2 separate regions of the Mus musculus genome follow, and region 1 is linked to region 2. The links are chromatin contacts, called in public HiChIP or PLAC-seq maps. All regions are on one chromosome and are shown on one strand. Each heading gives the region's core, a stretch centred on a gene start, on an enhancer-like site or on the middle of the called end of the contact. The rest is flanking DNA. Distances are from core to core; before and after follow the strand shown. Region 1 overlaps Dnaaf5 (dynein, axonemal assembly factor 5). Region 2 overlaps Fam20c (family with sequence similarity 20, member C).

What was found. HiChIP or PLAC-seq counts read pairs in DNA pulled down with a chosen protein or histone mark.
Region 1: a contact with region 2 is called in an H3K27ac HiChIP or PLAC-seq map of stem cell-derived neural progenitor cells, with 5 times the contacts expected there. The contact joins two enhancer-like sites. A contact is called at or near these places in 1 of 15 datasets of contacts at CTCF or cohesin (the NIH/3T3 cell line), 1 of 484 Hi-C or Micro-C datasets (bone marrow-derived macrophages), 4 of 115 datasets of contacts at active chromatin or transcription factors (differentiating embryonic stem cells, embryonic basal ganglia, embryonic stem cells and 1 more) and 1 of 9 other capture datasets (adipose tissue).

What each region holds. Positions count from the first base shown.
Region 1 is chr5:139,172,907-139,178,515 of GRCm38.p6, reverse strand. It overlaps Dnaaf5 (dynein, axonemal assembly factor 5), which reads right to left. Exons shown (of 13, transcript NM_001081265.2): 9 at 4,243-4,390; 10 at 451-601. Among named protein-coding and RNA genes, the nearest start is that of Sun1, 25 kb to the left of the region's middle. Within about 2 kb of position 3,330, at least 89 of the 459 cell types and tissues checked have an H3K27ac peak or open chromatin away from gene starts, as enhancers often do. A contact at or near this core is called in stem cell-derived neural progenitor cells, where this site is marked.
Region 2 is chr5:138,785,708-138,791,582 of GRCm38.p6, reverse strand. The region is part of intron 3 of Fam20c (family with sequence similarity 20, member C); the gene reads right to left. Among named protein-coding and RNA genes, the nearest start is that of Gm5294, 31 kb to the left of the region's middle. Within about 2 kb of position 2,617, at least 34 of the 459 cell types and tissues checked have an H3K27ac peak or open chromatin away from gene starts, as enhancers often do. A contact at or near this core is called in stem cell-derived neural progenitor cells, where this site is marked.

The DNA.
Region 1 (5,609 bases), core at 2,081-4,580, 390 kb before region 2:
TTGACACAGGGTCTATCCCGAAGTCAGAGCTTACTGACTGTCAGTGAACCCTGTCTCTGCTCTGTCAATGCTGGTCACCCATGTGGCCAGGCCTGTTCTGTTTTTGTTTTTTGCTTCTTTACATGGATGCTGGGATCCAAACTCAGGTATGGCTGGCATGTCATCTCCCCATATACCTGTGACCTGGTATATCCCTAGTCTCTTTTGAGTTGCTTTTGTCAGGGTATTTTATCACAACAGTAGGATAAGAAACTAAGACAGTTTGTAGACCAGATCCCAGATCTTTCAAGGAGATGTGAGAACCAGAGCAAGAGACTTGGGCCCTGCCCTGATCTGGCCCCACAGACTTCAGCCCTTTAGAGCTTTCTGTGCTGATTGAATGACGCAGTTCTGTAAGGTCCCATGATACACACATGGACAAACAACTGGGGTGGTCACAGCTGTCCTTACCTGCTTGGCCGATAAGATGTCACTGCTGATGAGTGCCCACAGGCAGGATATAGCAGCCGTCCGGATGGCTGCAGCTGTCCTCCCTGCATGCCACTGCAGGTTGGGGGCTAGGATGTCATTTATTACCATATCCAAATAGCCACGGAACTGTCTGGAACAAGAGGGCAAGTGAGGAAGGACAAACAGACTACTCTGAAGGACATGCTTCAGTTTGGGAATGGAACTGGACCTGACCCTGTGCCTCTGCACAAGGTGGTTTCAGGGGGCTCTGTGCTCAAGGGCTGCACCAACCATGATAATCTATGTGGGTCATATGGCACCTCCGTCACCACCCATTGAACCTGCCATCTGTGCCATTAAAACAAAGGAAGCAAGAAATAAGGGTTGGGTGTGGTGGTGCACACATCTTTAATCCCAGCACTAGAGAGGTAGAGGCAGGAGGATCTCTGTGAGTTTTAAGGCCAGCCTGTCTACAGAGTGAGTTTCAGGACAGCCAGGGCTACCAGAGAAACCATGTCTCAAAAAACCAACAAAACCAAAAAAGAAGTAACACGGGGCTGAGACGGCCTGGTGCTCAAGAGCACTTGCAGCTCGCTCTTCTAGAGGACCCGTGTTTGGTTCACAACCCCGTGACTACAGCTCCAGGGCCATGCAATGTCCTCTAAGAGCCTCTTCAGGTACCTGCACACACACAAAACATCTTCTTTTATTAACAAGAACTCTCATACAGAAGATGTCCAGCAGGTCTTGCTAATGTGAGGCTACCTGAAGGGGAACTGTCTGTCATGCCCTCTCTAACAAACTGCTCAGGGCTTCACCCTTCAGAGAGCAGACAGTCTGCCAGTTGCTCATGACTTCTCTCCCCACCACTGCTGGTCTATAACCTACTTTCATTTTTAACTTAAAAAGATGGGATCTCATATAGCCCAGGCTGGACTCAAATCTCCTATATAGCTGAAGATGATGATCTTAAATGTCTTATTCTCCTGCCTGAGTGCAGAAACTACAGGCATGTTCCTCCACACCCATTTTGTACAAAGCTGGAGAATGCTGGGCAAGCCTTCTTCCAACTGAGCCACACATCCAGCTCATGTTTGTCTGTTTGTCTGTCTGTTTGGTTTTTGAGACAAGGTCTTGTTATATAGTCTAGGCTAGCCTGGAATACCTGATCCCCTGCTTCCACTTCCTGAGTGCTGGGATTACAGGCGTACACCACCACTCTGAGTGCTGGGATTGCAGGCGTACACCACCACTCAGTGCTGGGATTACAGGCGTACACCACCTCTCTGAGTGCTGGGGTTGCAGGCGTACACCACCTCTCTGAGTGCTGGGATTGCAGGCGTACACCACCACTCTGAGTGCTGGGATTGCAGGCGTACACCACCTCTCTGAGTGCTGGGGTTGCAGGCGTACACCACCTCTCTGAGTGCTGGGATTGCAGGCGTACACCACCACTCTGAGTGCTGGGATTGCAGGCGTACACCACCACTCTGAGTTTATGCAGTGTTGGAGAAGGAATACAAGGCTTCCTGTGAGCTAGAGAAACACTCTACCAGCTAAGCCACATTCCTAGGCCGTAGGCCCCGATCTTGTTTCTTAACTTTGCATTACATTTCATTTATCTATTGCACTCGTGTACTACACGTCCACAGTGCACACACGGAAGTCAGAGGACAACTTGCAGGAGTTGGTTTCCTTCTACCATGTGGGCCCTGAGGCCTGAACTCAGGTAGTCAGGTCTGGAAGCAAATGCCTTTACTCACTGGGCTCCAGTCCAGAATTTACACCAAATTTTACTTCAAGGCTACCACAAGCACTGAAGCAAAGGCCCCCTGCAAAGGCAGTGGCTTCGGTAGAGCTTTCTGTAGTCCCCTCCAACTCTCTCACAGGCATCTCCATAGCTCAGGCAAGAGTGCAAGGAAGGGGTGGGGAGTGGGAGTCTCCGGTTGTGTGGTAGGTGGATGTGGTGGTGCTACCACTCTGGCTTGCTGAGAGAGCCTTCTCTAAGAATCCTGACTCCCTGCCAGAGATGACATCCTTAGACTGAGTCTTGACTGGACAACCAACCTTTCATTCTACCATTCTGTGATTATAAATCAAAACCAAATAATATTTTGTACTGACTAGTTTTATGTTAACTTGACACAAACTAGACTCAGCTGAGAGACTAATTCTAAGGGGACCACGACTGAAAAACTGCCTCTCTAAGATCTAGCTGTAGGCAAGCCTGCAGGGCATTTTCTTAATTAGTGGTTGAGATGGGAGGAACCTGCCCATTGTGGGTGGTGCTACCACAGGGCTCCTGTGCTATAAAACAGCAGGCAGAGCAAGCCAATAAGTAGTTAGTAGGCAGCCCTCTTCAGTGGCATCTACATTAGCTCCAGCTTTCTGTCCTGACTTCTCTCAGTGGACCGTGTACAAGTGAAATAAACTCCTTAAATCTCTTTTGATTATGGTGTTCCGTCATGGCAATAGAACACTAAGACAATGCTATTTTCAAACTGTCCCTACCCAAACAGTAGCAATCTCTCACTCAGTAAGTCATCTGCATAATTGGATTCTCTAGACTGACCTGATCCCTGGAGAGGTCTGAAGTGTGTCACTGGGAACCTGGCCCAAACCTGGCAGCTGTGTTTGTGGGTCAGGGGTGGCAGTGTTCCTCAGCATACTGGGTGTGTAGAAAAGGCTACAGTCTGGTGGCAGCTCAGCCATTCTCTCACTCCACTCCTGTGTACACGCCTGCCCGAAGGCCTGTTGCCAAGACGCTCATTAATACCTTTTTATGGTCCCTTTTCAGCCCTGAGGTTTTTTAGATCGCAGGAAACAGAATTTCCTGCAGCGTGTGAGAGGCTGGCAGTCAGCCCCACATTAAGAGTGCACTCGAAGGAGAAAGGTTAGAATGAGAAACTCATAGGGAACTTTATAGTTTGCTTACCACACTTCACAGTGACAGGTTTTTTGATTTTGGGGGTGGGGGATGGGGTGAGGTGGGGGGAGGTGGCATCCCAGGAGCTCGCACAGGGCTTAAGTTCTCAGGTCTCCATCTGCAAGACCCAGGATGCCAAGGGTCAGGATTGGAAGGTCCCAGAGTGATTTGAATCTTAGTCTGTTCAATGAACCAAGGAGAGGGAGGGGTGTGTGTGTGTGTGTGTGTGTGTGTGTGTGTGTGTGTGTGCGTGTCTCCTCGCTCTACCCTCCTCTCCAGGATGAGCTGCTGTGTGTGTGTGTGTGTGTGTGTGTCCTCGCTCTACCCTCCTCTCCAGGATGAGCTGCTGTGTGTGTGTGTGTGTGTGTGTGTGTGTGTCTTGGCTTGCTTCCCTCCTCCCCTGAGAGCCTGTTCTTTCCTAAGCTCTTTGTTCCACTTTCCCTTTACTTCAAAGCCATAAAATCTGAGGCTCTTAGGTTGCAGAGCTGCCCCTGAGCTTTTCTGAGATAACAGACTACCCTTAAGCCTTCACCATCAATGCTAATTTAGTCAGGTCTGTTAGGTCTGAAAGGTGCCAAAAGCCTTTTAAAACAGAACAGCCGAAACAGAAGCCATTAATAGTTAATGCGCCCTAAAACTTTCTCACTCGATGGAATTTTAATGACTCCTCTAAAGTGACTTTGATTTACTGTCTGTGTCTCTGTGGTATACTCACCAAGATCACTGTTTACCTAGTGGGGTGGATTCTAGAGATACAGACCACCAAGAAGCCCGGACTTTAGACCTTGGGGGCCCTGCCCAGGGGGTCGTGGGAAGACCCATCCAACACATACGTGGGCTGTACACAGACCTGAGGGTCGACCTACCCCTGAGAATCGACAGTGTCCTTAGGCCTCAGCAGCATCATGGACAGGATAGAGAAGAGCTTCAGGCGCATGTGTGGGTCTGTGGAGGGCTGGAGACAGGCCCTGAGGGTGGGGATCACATGCTGCAGCGCTTCTCCCACAGCCGGGCCTAGGAAAGAGAACAGGGGCTGCAGCAGGCCACCGATGGCTTCCCAGGCCTCACTGCTGGGGTAGGAGCCCTGCAAGCCACAGGCCATGGCTCGCCTTCCTGACATGCTGCTCTCCCAACTGCTGAGGACACTAACAAACTCCAGCATCGCCCTCCCTATGTGACCAAGACACAAATCCAGCTTCTCTTTACAACTTCTAAATTATTCTAAATTATTTTTTTTTGAAAGATACCCCAGAAGGTGTCAGACCCCATTACAGATGGTTGTGAGCCACCATGTGGTTGCTGGGAATTGAACTCAGGACCTTCAGAAGAGCAGTCAGTGCTCTTAACCGCTGAGCCATCTCTCCAGCCCCCTAAATTCTTTCTTTCTTTCTTTCTTTTTTTTTTTTTTTTTTTTTTTTTGGTTTTTTCGAGACAGGGTTTCTCTGTATAGTCCTGGCTGTCCTGGAACTCACTTTGTAGGCCAGGCTGGCCTTGAACTCAGAAATCCGCCTGCCTCTGCCTCCAAATTGCTGGGATTAAAGGCGTGCGCCACCACGCCCGGCCTAAATTCTTCCTTAAATTATTATTATTAATTTTTTTTACTTCAGGAAGCTAGAGAGAGAACTCAGAGATTACACTGGCTGCTCTTCCAGAGGTCCTGAGTTCAATTCCCAGCACCCACATGGTGGCTCACTCTGATGTCCTCTTCTGGCCTGCAGGCATACACGCAGGCAGAACACTATACGTAATAAATTAATCTTTTAAAAAAATAACTTCATTATTTTTAATACTGTTCATGTGTGCCTGAGGCTGTGTGCATGGCTGCAGTATCAGGCCGGAAGCAATGACCCTCTTGGAGCTGGAGTCACAGGGGTTAGAGCCACATGACATGGGTGCTAGGAGCCAAGCCTCAGGTCTCTTGAGAGCAAGAGCAGGAAGAGGTCTTAATGGTGGAACCATTTCTCCAGCCCCCTTTTTCTTTTGACACAGGATTTATTATTAAGCCCTGAATTGAGACAATATCTTAGCCTCCAATTGTTCATTAGTGACCATCAACCTTCTTGTTTTGAGGCAGGGTCTCTCATGGACCTGAGACTTAACGCTTAGGCTAGGCTGACTGGCCACGGAGTCCCAGAGATTGGTCTGTCTCTACCTCTCCAAGGGCCAAGATTACATCATCATGGTGGCACCCAGTTTTAATCCCGGCAATGAGGAGGCAGAGGCAGGTGGACCT
Region 2 (5,875 bases), core at 1,368-3,867:
AGCTCTCAGGACCCTGGGAGAGCAGCTGAGAAGAGCAGGGAGCTTGCTGAATGGACAGGGGAACCCTCAGGTCCCCACAGGGCCCTTTCTCAGTCAGGAAGTTCAAAGGTCATTTAATGCTAGCCAGGGACTCTCATGCACCCATCCCGGACTCACAGGCTGTTCAGCTTGGGTCTTGGCACCATGCCTCTGTGTGTGTGTGTGTGTGTGTGTGTGTGTGTGTGTGTGTGTGTGTGTGGTGTGCATGTGTGCACACGCGCACACGCCCATCCTCTCTAGGCACTAACACCCCTGCCTCCCACAGTGAGCAGGAGACAACCCTGGAAGGACTGGCATTTGACCTTCCCCGTCTCCTTGCCAGCCAAAGATACGGAAGCCAGGTAGCTATGAAAGGTCACCGTCACTCCACAAGAATCAAAGTTCCCTCTGCTGACGTAATTTGACCTTGATGTGGAATTGTTAGCCTGCCATTGCCCAAAGTCTTGTCTGAAGCAATGTTAGCATGAAATCTGGACCCTCCCCGGCTCCCTGCTTCCACCCTGGGCCATACATTCAAGCGAGAACTCCTCCCAGGATGTGGTCCTGGGGCTCAGCCCTGATCAGTGGGCACTTTCGGGCCTCCTAGGCCTGGATGCTCCCACAATGGAGTCCCACACACCTTCCAGCTTTAGATTCTTCCTTGCAGAGACACAGCTGAGGTTGCTGGGCCCTCCCAGTCCTCAGTCACACTGGCAGGTGAGGCTGATGCCCCCTACATTGCTGAGTGATTAGATTTATGTACAAGGTATGCACAAGTGGCCTGGGTGGGGTTCAGGTGGTGGGCAGTGGCCAACTATCTCTGATAGTTTCCTGACTTGATCAAACGTTTCCTCCTTAGTCTTCCAGAAGCCAGTGTGGGAAGGCGTGTGTGCATGCCTGTGCATATGCGCGCGTGTGTGTGTATGTGTGTGTGTGTGTGTGTGTGTGCTCGCGTGCGTTGTGAGGGGTAATAGGGGCCCATGGCTCAATGGCCACTCACTTTGACGGGCTGATGACTAGGAATGGCAGTGGCTGTACACGGGTGCATGTGAAAGCTAGAGGAAAACCCCGAGTGTTGTTTTTCGGGAGCATCCCATCTGTTTGTCTTTTGTTATTGTTTGTTTTCTCAGACAGATTCTCATGTAGTCCTGGCTGTCCTGGGGCTCACTATGTAGACCAGGCTGGCTTCAAACTCACAGAAACCTGCCTGAGTCTGCTTCCTAAATGCTGGGAGTAGAAGTTTATGCCACCAGGACAGCCTTATCCACCTTTTCTTTTCTTTTTTTTTTTTCCTTTCAGGTCTTTCATTGGCCTGGAACTCACAAAATTGGCCCGGCTGGCTGGCCAGAAAGCTCCTGGAATCTGTCTGTCTCAGACTTCCTATGCTAAAGTTACACATATGCACCCCAATGTCCTATAGTGAAAGATGAAAGAATCTGTCTCAGCCCTCCCTGGTCTCAGCCGCCTACTGTAACTAACTGTACGGGGCCTGTGCTCAGTGTTCTCTGAGGTCCATGCCTAGGCAAGCAGTTTAATGGCTGAGCTATGTTCCCAGCCTCCTCTCTCCCAGAGTGGGGGTGTCGACAGACTGATAAGCTTGTTGAATGGATATCTACCACACAGTGGCTGCTGAGGGTCCATGCAGGGCTGAGATGGTTAAGTTCTGACCACCCACAACAAGCGTGCATATGCTGACACATGCATACAGTCATACATACACACACACACACACACACACACACACACACACACAGAGGAACTCCATGTATATTAACAATGTGCACATGTGTGTGACACACAGACACCCTACGGAATAGGCTGATGGGGGGACTTTAGAGAGCAGGAGTTAAGACAAACTCCTCTGATGTTTTCTAGGTTCAGCTGTGCAGAGGGGACTTGAAAAGGCAGCCTGTGACTACCTCCCACCTACCTGAAAAGCCTCAAAGCTGGGGAATCTATCAGCAACTTTCCTCTGGACTGCATGGGCTCTGTAGGTAAAATACAGCTTGTGCGGGGCTGAGGACATGGCTCAGTTGGTAAAGTGTCTGTCTAGCGTGCATAAGGTCCTGGGTTCTATCCCCAGTACCACATAAACCAGGTGTGACGGTAAGCACCTGTGATCCTAGTACTTTCGGGGGTGGAGGCTGGAGGAACAGAGGTTCAAGGTCATTCTGGGTTACTTGAGATCTTGTCTTAAAATTAAAATTAAAATTAAAAAAAAAAAAGAAAAGGAAAGAAAACTTGCATGGCCACTTTTGCTGACTTAATTAAGTAAGCCCTCTTCCCTCCTACCTGCTGGATGTCCCAGGAGGGCAGCTGTGATGCCCCACAGTTGGCTTTTGCCAGTGCCGTGCCTTCCCCTTCTGGAAAGCCTGACTTGGCTGACTCACCTGCAGGTCTTATCCCGGCGGGTAAAGTCAGAGCAGGGGGTGGGGGTTCCCTCCCCAGGAGCACTTGGCAGTGTGACACTGGAGGGCATTGTTAGCCAGGCTCTGGTGGAAGCATAGGGATGGGGGTGTTCCCTCCTCAGGATCCCGAGCACAGCCAAGGCTCGCCTCAGAACTGCTGTCAGAGCACAAAGCAAGTGGGCAGCTGGGCATCACCCTGCGGTCACCTCCACACACTGACCCGAGGACAATCAGGCAGCATTCATCCTGGTGCTGAGCAGGGACCAGCCTTCCTGCTCACAATCTGACCCTCTCTCTCTCCCTCCCTCCCTCTCTCCCTCCCTCCAGCTGCTTCTTTGAGGAGGTGACATTTCTCAGATCCAAGTGGCTTAGAGTCCTGTGGCTCCCTGAAAGAGCCTCTGGCCTGACCTGATTCCTGGTTCCGCATCCCTGGGTTCAGACACCCGCCTTCTACCTTCCACGGAAGCTGGCTGATGTCCCAGACCCTCGGCAATTACCCCACCCCCACATCACAGCCTGCAGGTGTCCCTGCCTCCTAGGTACCTTCTTTCCTGGAATAGCCCAAGGGTTCACAGAAGTGGCAAGTGTGTTCTATTCAGAGGTGTACCTCTCTTGTTCTAAATGCCTCTTGGGCACTTCACGTTTGATCTGACCTGGGGCTCCTGGTGTTCTGTTCTTTCTTCCCTTCCAGAGAGACTCAAGACTCTGCCTTATGGAACCTTGCCCCTGGGGAGGGGCAGGAACTGCATTTGCCCCTCAGGCCTCATTTTCCCTTGCTGCACAATAATAGAGAAATATAAGAAGAGCCCAGAGTGAAGGTGAGGTAAAGGGAGGAAGGGTCCTCAGATGTCCCCCAAGACGGGGCTCCTTTCCCCAGGCCACTAACCATTCTCTGGCTCTCACTGCACTCCACCTGGAGGCAGTTCATTCCAGACTCCAGGTACCACATACTTCACACCTGCTGGGCCAGAGTCTGAGTGCTGGGCCCAAGAAGCTGCATTTTAGCAAGTTTCTATGATTTCATTCAACCAAAGCCAGGGCTATTGCAGTGGGCATCCCACTGAGGCTCTGGATCCTGCAGGCTGGCCCCCCATCATCCATAATGAGTATGACTTGACTGTACCCAGCACCCCCGGGGAAGAATGTTCATAATCTCCCAACAGCACAGAGTATAACCCATGAGCCTCTGGTGGACAGGGCTCTATGGGATCAGGACCTTGCTGAGGGTTGGAACCTCTGCCATCCCCAACCTTCTACCAGACTCTAGGGATGAGCTGTCCACTGACATGCTTGAGTCCCCATGGCAGCTGCACGAAGACCCAAGACTTTGGATACTCGATGCAAGTCACACGAAATGTCTGATTAGCATGCACATGAGGCAACCAAAACGGGCCAAGACACAGAACCCAGGACCTCATGTATGCTAGAAAAACACGCTACCAACTGAGCCATGTCCTCAGCCCTGTGTAAGTTGTATTTTTAACGACAGGATCCTTGCAGTCTAGGAGGAAAACTGTCCTCTTGCCCTCTCAATTTTTCAAGTGACAATTCTGGAGCTGTCACCCAACAGATCGGCTTCCAGCTGCCCCCATACATGTCACTTGGATACAGGGATCCCCATCAATCCATCAGTCCTGTCCTTGAGGCTAGGTGGTGGCTCTTTGTGGTGGCCCATGCCTATTAGTCCAGCACTGGGGAAGCGAGAGGATCAGCGATTAAAACCCAGTTTCTACAGAGTGAGTTCAAAATCAGCCTAGGCAACTTAAGATGACCCTGTCTCAAAACAAAACAAAGCAAAACAAAACAAAAAAAAACAAACAAGACAAACAAAACAAAACAACAAAGAACTCCACAATACAATACTGTTACCATGGTACCTTATGCTAGACACTATGTGCACTGCTGGCCTGCACATGGGAAGCAAGACCAATTACACTGGGCTCTGCTATGCTGAGGTTACACTCAGCCCTAACGGCCTCCAGACTCTACTCCCTGTTGCCCAGTGTCAGCCCTAGCCTGGGACCTTCAGGGGGCTTCTGGGCCCTGTGGCAGACTACTCAGACTCTGGAATCTTCCATAGCATGTTGTTTCTGGAAACTGTTTCCCACCCTTCTAAGGCAGTCGCTGGTCCATGGAGATGAGGCCTCAGGGTGGAACTAACCCAGGTTCTGGAGGTCAGTAGGGCAGCTTCCCGGTGGATGTGGGCTCAGGAGAGGCAAGAATGGGGAAAGCTAGACATTCTGGAAGATTCTGACAAGGTAGATCCCTGTGGGGCTACTGTTGTCAGGCAGGTCTGTATTGAGATCAGCTAGGAAGTGAGAAAGTATCCCCTTCCCTTAGGGGACACTTAAAAAGTTTCAATCACTCCACTGTCCGGAACATAGCCTTCTGCCTGGCACCTAGCAGAGTTCCCAGTGGGCAGCCAGGTTCCAGAGCCATATGCTGCCAGGGACAAGCCCAGGCTACTGAAAAGACACACAGAGATCTCTCTGAAGCCAGTGTTGCTATGAGCCCTGCATGTCCCTTCAGCCACCTAGCTTCCCTGGACACTCTTACCTCTGGGTGGTAGACATTGGCTTCCTTTGCACAGGGAAGACCGAATATCTACTGCTGGCCAACTTCAGGGTGATGCTTTGGAAAAGTACTAGATCCGCTGTGCCCCAAGCAGAGGACAGAATTAGTGAACCCAGTCCCACAAGTCCCAAGGGCAACCAGGTATGGCAGGCAGGTGCAAGGGTGGGCCTTCACTTTCAGGAGGGAAAGATGTTATCAGACACTCACTTGGCTGGGTACCCAGAACAAGGAACTGTCTGGCCTAGGGGAGGAATACAGCCACCAGGATGTGTGCTTCCTGGAACAGGAGGGGTCTTTAAGTAGGCTGGGAACCCATGGCCCAGGTTGGCCACCAACAGCTCCTTATAGGTTATGCCCATCCAGATGGCCTCACTCTGGTTGGGCAAGCTGCCACCCAAGGAGCAACATAGCCATCTCAGCGAGTGGGATGTATCATGCTCACCCAACAGGTTTAGCATGGGCAGCCTGACTGTGCTTTCTGTAGGGGGAATAAGCAAGGTTTTAAGTTCACAGGAGAAAGTGAAAATAAATTAGTAGCCAGCCAGGCATGATGGTACACCCCTGTAACCCAACACTCAGGAGGCACCGGGAAAGGATGGTCATAAGTTCCTGGCTTACATAGGAAGTTCTAGGTCAGGTAGGTAAGATTTTACAGAGTAAGTAAAATCTATCCTTCCCTAAAGAGTAACCTGATGTATATACGAAATTTAAGAATTCTCTACCAGGACTCATCTGGGGAGGGACTCTGGGTGTGGTTATCACAACCCACACATATGTCCCAGGACTGTGGATGACAGTGGTAAAGTGGCATACCCTTCCTTTATAGAAGGAAGTTGGGGGACTGTGTACTTATGAGGATGGATGCTCGCTGCTTG